Regions from separate parts of the Oryctolagus cuniculus genome. Here region 1 is linked to region 2. The links are chromatin contacts, called in public Hi-C maps. All regions are on one chromosome and are shown on one strand. Each heading gives the region's core, a stretch centred on a gene start, on an enhancer-like site or on the middle of the called end of the contact. The rest is flanking DNA. Distances are from core to core; before and after follow the strand shown.

What was found. Hi-C and Micro-C count contacts between places; a contact is called where the count stands out from the background.
Region 1: a Hi-C map of an unstated tissue shows a contact between it and region 2, with 4 times the contacts expected there. The contact joins two enhancer-like sites. A contact is called at or near these places in 2 of 6 Hi-C or Micro-C datasets (ear pinna and an unstated tissue).

The regions. Positions count from the first base shown.
Region 1 is chr5:64,529,196-64,532,474 of mOryCun1.1, forward strand. No RefSeq gene overlaps it. Among named protein-coding and RNA genes, the nearest start is that of QRSL1, 65 kb to the right of the region's middle. Within about 2 kb of position 1,391, at least 1 of the 8 cell types and tissues checked has an H3K27ac peak or open chromatin away from gene starts, as enhancers often do.
Region 2 is chr5:64,249,329-64,252,512 of mOryCun1.1, forward strand. LOC138849628 (a long non-coding RNA gene) reads left to right here. Exons shown (of 4, transcript XR_011388602.1): 3 at 1-1,699; 4 at 2,501-2,603. Among named protein-coding and RNA genes, the nearest start is that of MTRES1, 37 kb to the left of the region's middle. Within about 2 kb of position 1,908, at least 3 of the 8 cell types and tissues checked have an H3K27ac peak or open chromatin away from gene starts, as enhancers often do.

The DNA of each region.
Region 1 (3,279 bases), core at 141-2,640, 280 kb after region 2:
CTTCTCTTCCCATCCAGCTCTCTGCTATGGCCTGCTTAGTAGAAGATGGCCCAAGTCCTTGGGCCCCTGCACCCTCGTGGGAGAACTGGAAGAAGCTCCTGGCTCCTGGCTCAGTTCTGGCAGTTGTGGTCATTTGGAGAGTGAACCTGCGGAATGGAAGACCTCTCTTTCTCTCTCTCTCTCTGCCTCTCCTTCTCTCTCTATGTAACTCTGACTTTCAAATAAATAAATAATTTATTTTTATTTATTTTTTTGACAGGCAGAGTGGACAGTGAGAGAGAGAGACAGAGAGAAAGGTCTTCCTTTGCCGTTGGTTCACCCTCCAATGGCTGCCACGGCCGATGCGCTGCGGCCGGTGCACCGCGCTGATCCGATGGCAGGAGCCAGGTACTTCTCCTGGTCTCCCATGGGGTGCAGGGCCCAAGCACTTGGGCCATCCTCCACTGCACTCCCTGGCCACAGCATGCTGGCCTGGAAGAGGGGCAACCGGGACAGAATCCGGTGCCCTGCCCGGGACTAGAACCCGGTGTGCCGGCGCCGCAAGGCGGAAGATTAGCCTATTGAGCCACGGCGCTGGCCCAAAAATAATTATTTTTTAAAAAGGCACAGTGCACTATTCTATGTCTGTGAGATGGAAACCCATGAGCTTTGGATCTCTTCCTTGCTCTTGTCTAACAGAGGGGAGACCAGCCACCAGTGGAACCTCTAGGCTGCAAGATGGCAGCCCTGCAGGACTTTTTTTTTTTTTTTTTTAAGATTTATCTATTTATTTGAAAGTCAGAGTTACACAGAGGGAGGAGAGGCAGAGAGAGAGAGAGGTCTTCCATCTGATGGTTCACTCCCCAATTGGCCACAACGGTCAGAGCTGTGCCGATCCAAAGCCAGGAGCCTGGAGCTTCCTCTGAGTCTCCCACATGGGTGCAGGGGCCCAAGGACTTGAGCCATCTCCTACTGCTTTCCCAGCCCATAGTAGATCGGAAGTGGAGCAGCTAGGTCTTGAACCGGCGCCCATATGGGATACTGGCGCTTCAGGCCAGGGTGTTAACCCACTGCGCCCCAGCACTGGCCCCCCTGCCGGCCTTGTAACAGGCATTTGTCCAAGTTGCCTGAGAGCCAGTTTGAGGCTTAGTGTAAGGGAGGTTGGGGGTTTGCTTTGCCTAATCAGAAAAGCAGGATGGAAAAAAACCCTGAAAAACAGCATCCGACCTTTCCTGCCGAAGTTGGAAGGTCATTGTGCCACTCGAACTACTGTTACAGATTATTCCTGACTATGGAATACGCTTGGAGTTTCTTTTCAAATTTAAATTTCTATTGGAGCTTAACAAAGTGTGTGACTTTCCCCATGGCAACTTGAAGTTAAAAATGTTCCACAAGGCTACAAAAATGGGACTAAGCCTCTTACTCCGGGGGAGGGGGTGACGGCCCTATGAGGATTACACTGAGCTTGCCACTCTGAGCAGGAGGCAGGTGTGAGCTTAGAAGTACATGGTGTCCAGAATATCTGCAGGGAGGGATCAAGGTCGCCCTGTGTTTCTCATCTCAATGCTGGGTCACTGTTAGGAGCACCCAAAAGTCTGATCACACAGCAGCCTTCATTGTAAGACTGGAAGCCTCAGTGACTTTCATAGAAGGTGGTAGAAGCAGGTTCAACAAAACATTTCCAAGCAGGAATGCTTCTCTTGTGGTCCTAGAAGGAGACATTTGCCAGGAAATGATGCTATGATAAGCATCCTATTTGGAAGAGATTCCCTGACTGTTCATGTTTGAATGGTCCTTTTCTTTAAAACACTTAGCCCTTAGGAGGCTTATGGAACCTGGAAATCAGTGTGGCCCGACAGAAAACTCCTTGACATGTGCACAGGTGAAAAAGACAGCGTGGAATAACACACAGAGGTAGAGAGAGAGAGGGGCCTGGGCCAGGAACCTGCAGCTTCTCACGTGCTGCCGATGGGATCCCAGCGTGTCGCTGAACCCTTTGCATCCCATCGGTAAAGCCGGGATGGATGATGGCATCTGTTCTGTGTCCCCCACTGAGTGGGGAACATTTGAGAAAGCTTCACGAGTCATTGACTAAACAACCAATGTCTTACTGTTCCTGTCACAAGGTAATGAGAGTTAGAATCAAATTGTATCCTATTAAGGAAATATGTTTGTAACCAAATTACTTCCTGAGAACTTCATGTTTCCTGGCATGGTCTTTCATTTCTCTCCTAATAGAAAATCTGTCAGGAAACCTATGTTTTCCCGAGCAGAAAATTGCCTGGCCAGTAAATATACTTTAAAGCAGCTCATTTTATGGCCCTCTCCTTTGGTCATCTAGATATGATCTTTTGGAGGAGGTCCCAGCCAGAATTTTTTTTTTTGCAAGGGACAGAAATCCATGCAAGTTCAGTACAAGTAAGAGCCAGCTTGTGACAAAAGCAAACAAAATGAAAAACAGCAGATCAGGTTGCACGCATCTCCAAGGTCCGGTACCCTTCATGCAAACCTCCCCGTCAACCACCACACTGGCCCGGTCAGTATCTACAAGTCTATATGATTTCATGTGTCCAGTGCTGATCAGTGATGTCACCATTTCTGGATCCTTTTTATTTCTTTTCTCCTTCCTTCCTTCTTGCTGGAATGCAGGTGCAATGCTGTTTTTTTTTTTTTTCTTTCCACATCTGCTTCCTTTTTAGCACTTAAAGCTCAGAGTACCTGTCACAAAAGCAATTAGAGGAAGAAACCATGGGGAAGTGTACTTGTATAGATCCCACCTCGGGACAAATTGCTTAATGTCTGAGCCTCAGTTGCCTTATTTGTAAAATAATGGGGAAAATAGTTTTTCCCAACTGTAGTGCCGGATCTAGATGCTCAACATCAGCCATTGTCATTATTCATCTTAGGGAGAGGCAAATTAATGAACCCGAACCAAAGCAGACTGCAGGCTGCACGTTCTGCCACGCGTTCTAAAATGAGATGGACTGTGTTGAGTTTGTCAGGTTTGTTTCCAGAGGTGACCTGACATGGATCTTTAAGGAGGTGATTGATCTGACTCAATGGAGAGCACTCCGTGGCCATGTACAAACCATCCCAAAACTCACCGGCTGAAAGTAACACTGACAAGTCTGCAATTTGAGTGGGGTTGCGCAGGGCCGGCTCACCTCTGCTCCTCATGGCCTCTGCTGGTGGAACCATCCCAGGTGGCCTCTTGACTTGGAGAAATGGCTTCGCTCTGGCCACGTGGCTCCCCTGCATGGCCAGCTTGGGCTTCCAGCCTTCATGATAGTCTCAGGATGG
Region 2 (3,184 bases), core at 658-3,157:
AAATTTTAAGTATTTTCCTTTGATATCACTCAGAAGACAGCTAAAGTAAAAATCAGAGGTCACCTACCTCCCTATGAGACAATCTGAAAACACACACATCAGTTCCTGCAGCCATTCTGTTTCAAAGTTGTTTCATGCGCTCTTTTCTCTATAAAATGGAAACCAGTGATGTGTCTTAAGAAACATTTCAGAGTAACTGAGAAGTTTCTCAATTTATTCTAATGGCATGAGTTGTCATTGGCCAAGAGAAAAGCAAGCGAACCTTGGGAAACTAGAAGAGAAGGAAAGACTCACAAAGAGAGAGAAAATGGTACAGGAGAGTTCAAGCAAGTTTTTTGACTGCCTGGGTGTCCAGGAAATGGGTTGCTGTCCGGGATCTCTCAGGAGGACTTCATTAGCTGGGAGAAACCGCCAGGACACAGAATTGCCACAGTCCTGAGTGACACCCTGGGAGAGCCGGGGATCGGGCTGGGGCTATTTCTTGGCAGGGGTGAAGGCCTTTTGCTCTGTGAATTATGCAGCCTCCTTGGCTGAAGACGAGGTGGTTTACCACATGCAGACACCCAGCGCTCACCCACCAGGGGCACGACTTGGAGCTGGGTATTTCTTTCATGAATCACAGAGCCGCAAAGAAAGTAAGCAGGCACCTTTGGGGGTGGAGGGAGCGGTGAGAGCAAATATCGAGTGAGCAGCACCTCTGTGGGGCAGGCACTGTCCGGACTTTTAGGAACTTTTAGTCCTGGTGGTATTAGCTCCATTCTATGAATGAAGGAATCAAGGTTTCGGGCCTTAAGCTGAGGCCGCATGGCCAGGACTTGAAGGCAGGCAGTCTGGCTCTCCCTGCTCCATGAGTCCATTTCCTTACATTAATGCCAGGAAAGGGGACAGAGGGAGGAGGAGGAGGAGGAGGAATAGGAAAAAAGTGAAGGGCAGGGTAAGTGGATCCTATGAATACCGGTTACTGTGAGCCTTGGAGCCCGGCGCTCCTGAGTCACAAGCAGTCCTTTCTTCCTGCTGGGAGAGGAGAGGGGAAGCCAGGCGCAGCCAGCCTATTTCTATACAATGTGGTAACACTGTTGAACAGGAAAATCCAGTGGTGCTTGACAGAGACCCGTGTGTTCCTAAGCACATCCTAAAACGTGGAAAGTTACTGAGCTGAAGTGGCTCACCATGAAGGCACAGGCTGCTTCAGACCAGCCACTGTGGATTCCATTGTCACTTGCCTTCCATAAAACTGGCCTTGTTTTTACAAGAGTGTTCCGCAAAAGTGAAATTTAAACAAACTCAACCCCTCACAAGGCTGGGGCTCTGTTGTTTGTTTCAGAGACCGTAGAGCACTCGGGCTATCTATCCGTTACAGAAAAGAATTAAGCCTTGCCATTAAAAACTACACCAAAAATTATTTCAACTTCTGCCGGATGTTTGAAAGTTTTCCCAATGGAATGGATGGAAAAAATATTCCACTAAAAGGCGCAGAATGATGACTAATCTCCTATTTGTGCCAGTTCATTAAGTTGTCTAATGGCAACGATGGAAAATAAATGCTTTTAGCCCGTACACTTTTGCTCGAGAAACGACTGGCGAGCAAGTGCGTTCTCCCAGAGACGCAAGAAGCGGGTCCCCAGGAATTCGAGAGTGGCGGGGAATTCTGGAGGACCCGGGAGCTACTCCGTGCGGGAGGGAGGAGACGTACCACTGGGTGGGCCACCTCCTCCAGCCACTGCAGCGGGAGCGCGGCGGGGGGGGGGGGGGGGGAGTGTGTGTGTGTGTGTGTGTGTGTGTGTGTGTGTAGGGGGAGCGAAACCCAGTGGCCAGCAGTGTACATCCCCCAGCTCTCGGGAGGGTGCTCCCCGGGGTGTGCCAGGGAGCTGGCACCGCCCGGCGGACGCGAGAAGCTCCAGACACAAAGCCAGCGCTGGGGAAAGGGGCGGCCGGGGACCGGAGCGCACATTTGGCTCCGGTGCGCGCCGGCTCCAGGTCCCAGGGATCTACCAAACCCGACAGACAGTTCGAGAGGGGCAGTGAATTCCAGCGGGACGTCCAGGGAGGCCCCTGATATCTGAGTAGGACCCCCTTTGGCCCCAGCGCCGCGGTCCCAGCCGGGACTACCGGCTGCCCCGCCGCGCCGCAGGCTCTGACTTTGCTTTGGGGGAGGAAGATGGCAGATCCGGGAGAAACAAAGGAAACTTGGGCCCAGCCCCGAGAGCGGCGTGTGTGGCTCGCGTGTTTGCCCAGGGTCCTGCGTGGGAGTCGCGGGGCGCCCGTGCGAGCCCGTACGCAGCCCGCTCGGGGAAACACACCCCGGGTGCCAGGAGCCCGCGGCGCCCGCCCACCTGCTGTGGCAGCCGCCCCGGGAGCGTCGGCCCGCTAGCGCCCGGGCGGCGGCGGTGGTGGCGGGGGTGGGGGCTGGGGGCAGGGGGAGGGGGCGGCGGGGAGCCCGGTGGGGGGGCGGGGCGGGCGGCGCCACGTCACGCCTATTGTAGCGGTCCCGGTATATAAGGTCCCGCCGGCGCGCCGCGCTCCCCACCTCGCCTGCGCCCGCCCGGAGCCCGCCGATCCCCGCGCACCCGGCATCCCACGAGACGCGCCGCGCACCGACGGAGCGGACATGTGCAGAGCAATGGTGGCCAGGCTTGGACTGGGGCTGCTGCTGCTGGCACTGCTCCTACCCACGCAGGTGAGGCCCCGGCGCCCGGCGGGGCTGGGGAGCTGCGCCCCGGGTGGGTGGGTGGAGCAGCCCCTCCGGGGCCCAGCCTGCGCCCCAACCTCGGGCCATCGACTAGAAAAGGATCTTTCCTAACTGACCCAGGGGGAAGCAAAACGGGGTCCCTCCTTTGCATTCCCTCGTGCAGGTTGCCCCCGCCCTTCCCGTGGTCCCGGGAACAATGCACCGGTTGAGAGGACCCTGCCCCACCCCAGGGAGCACACCGCCTCCCACCCACGCTCACCCCCAGGTGCCACCCAGGAATAGAGGGTGTGCTCCCCTCTTGCTCCCTTCCCGGGGAGCCCCGGCTCTTGGCGAGGTCCTCACCCCCCACCCCCCACCCCCCGAGCGCCGTTTCCCTCCAGGAGTGTCTTCGCGCTCCCTGCGCGCCACACAAAGAGAGGGGACGGTCCCTTTTGGGGGAGCGCGGCTCCTGCCCCTCCTCCACCGCCGGAGGGGGCTTGGGGATCCGGAGGAAGC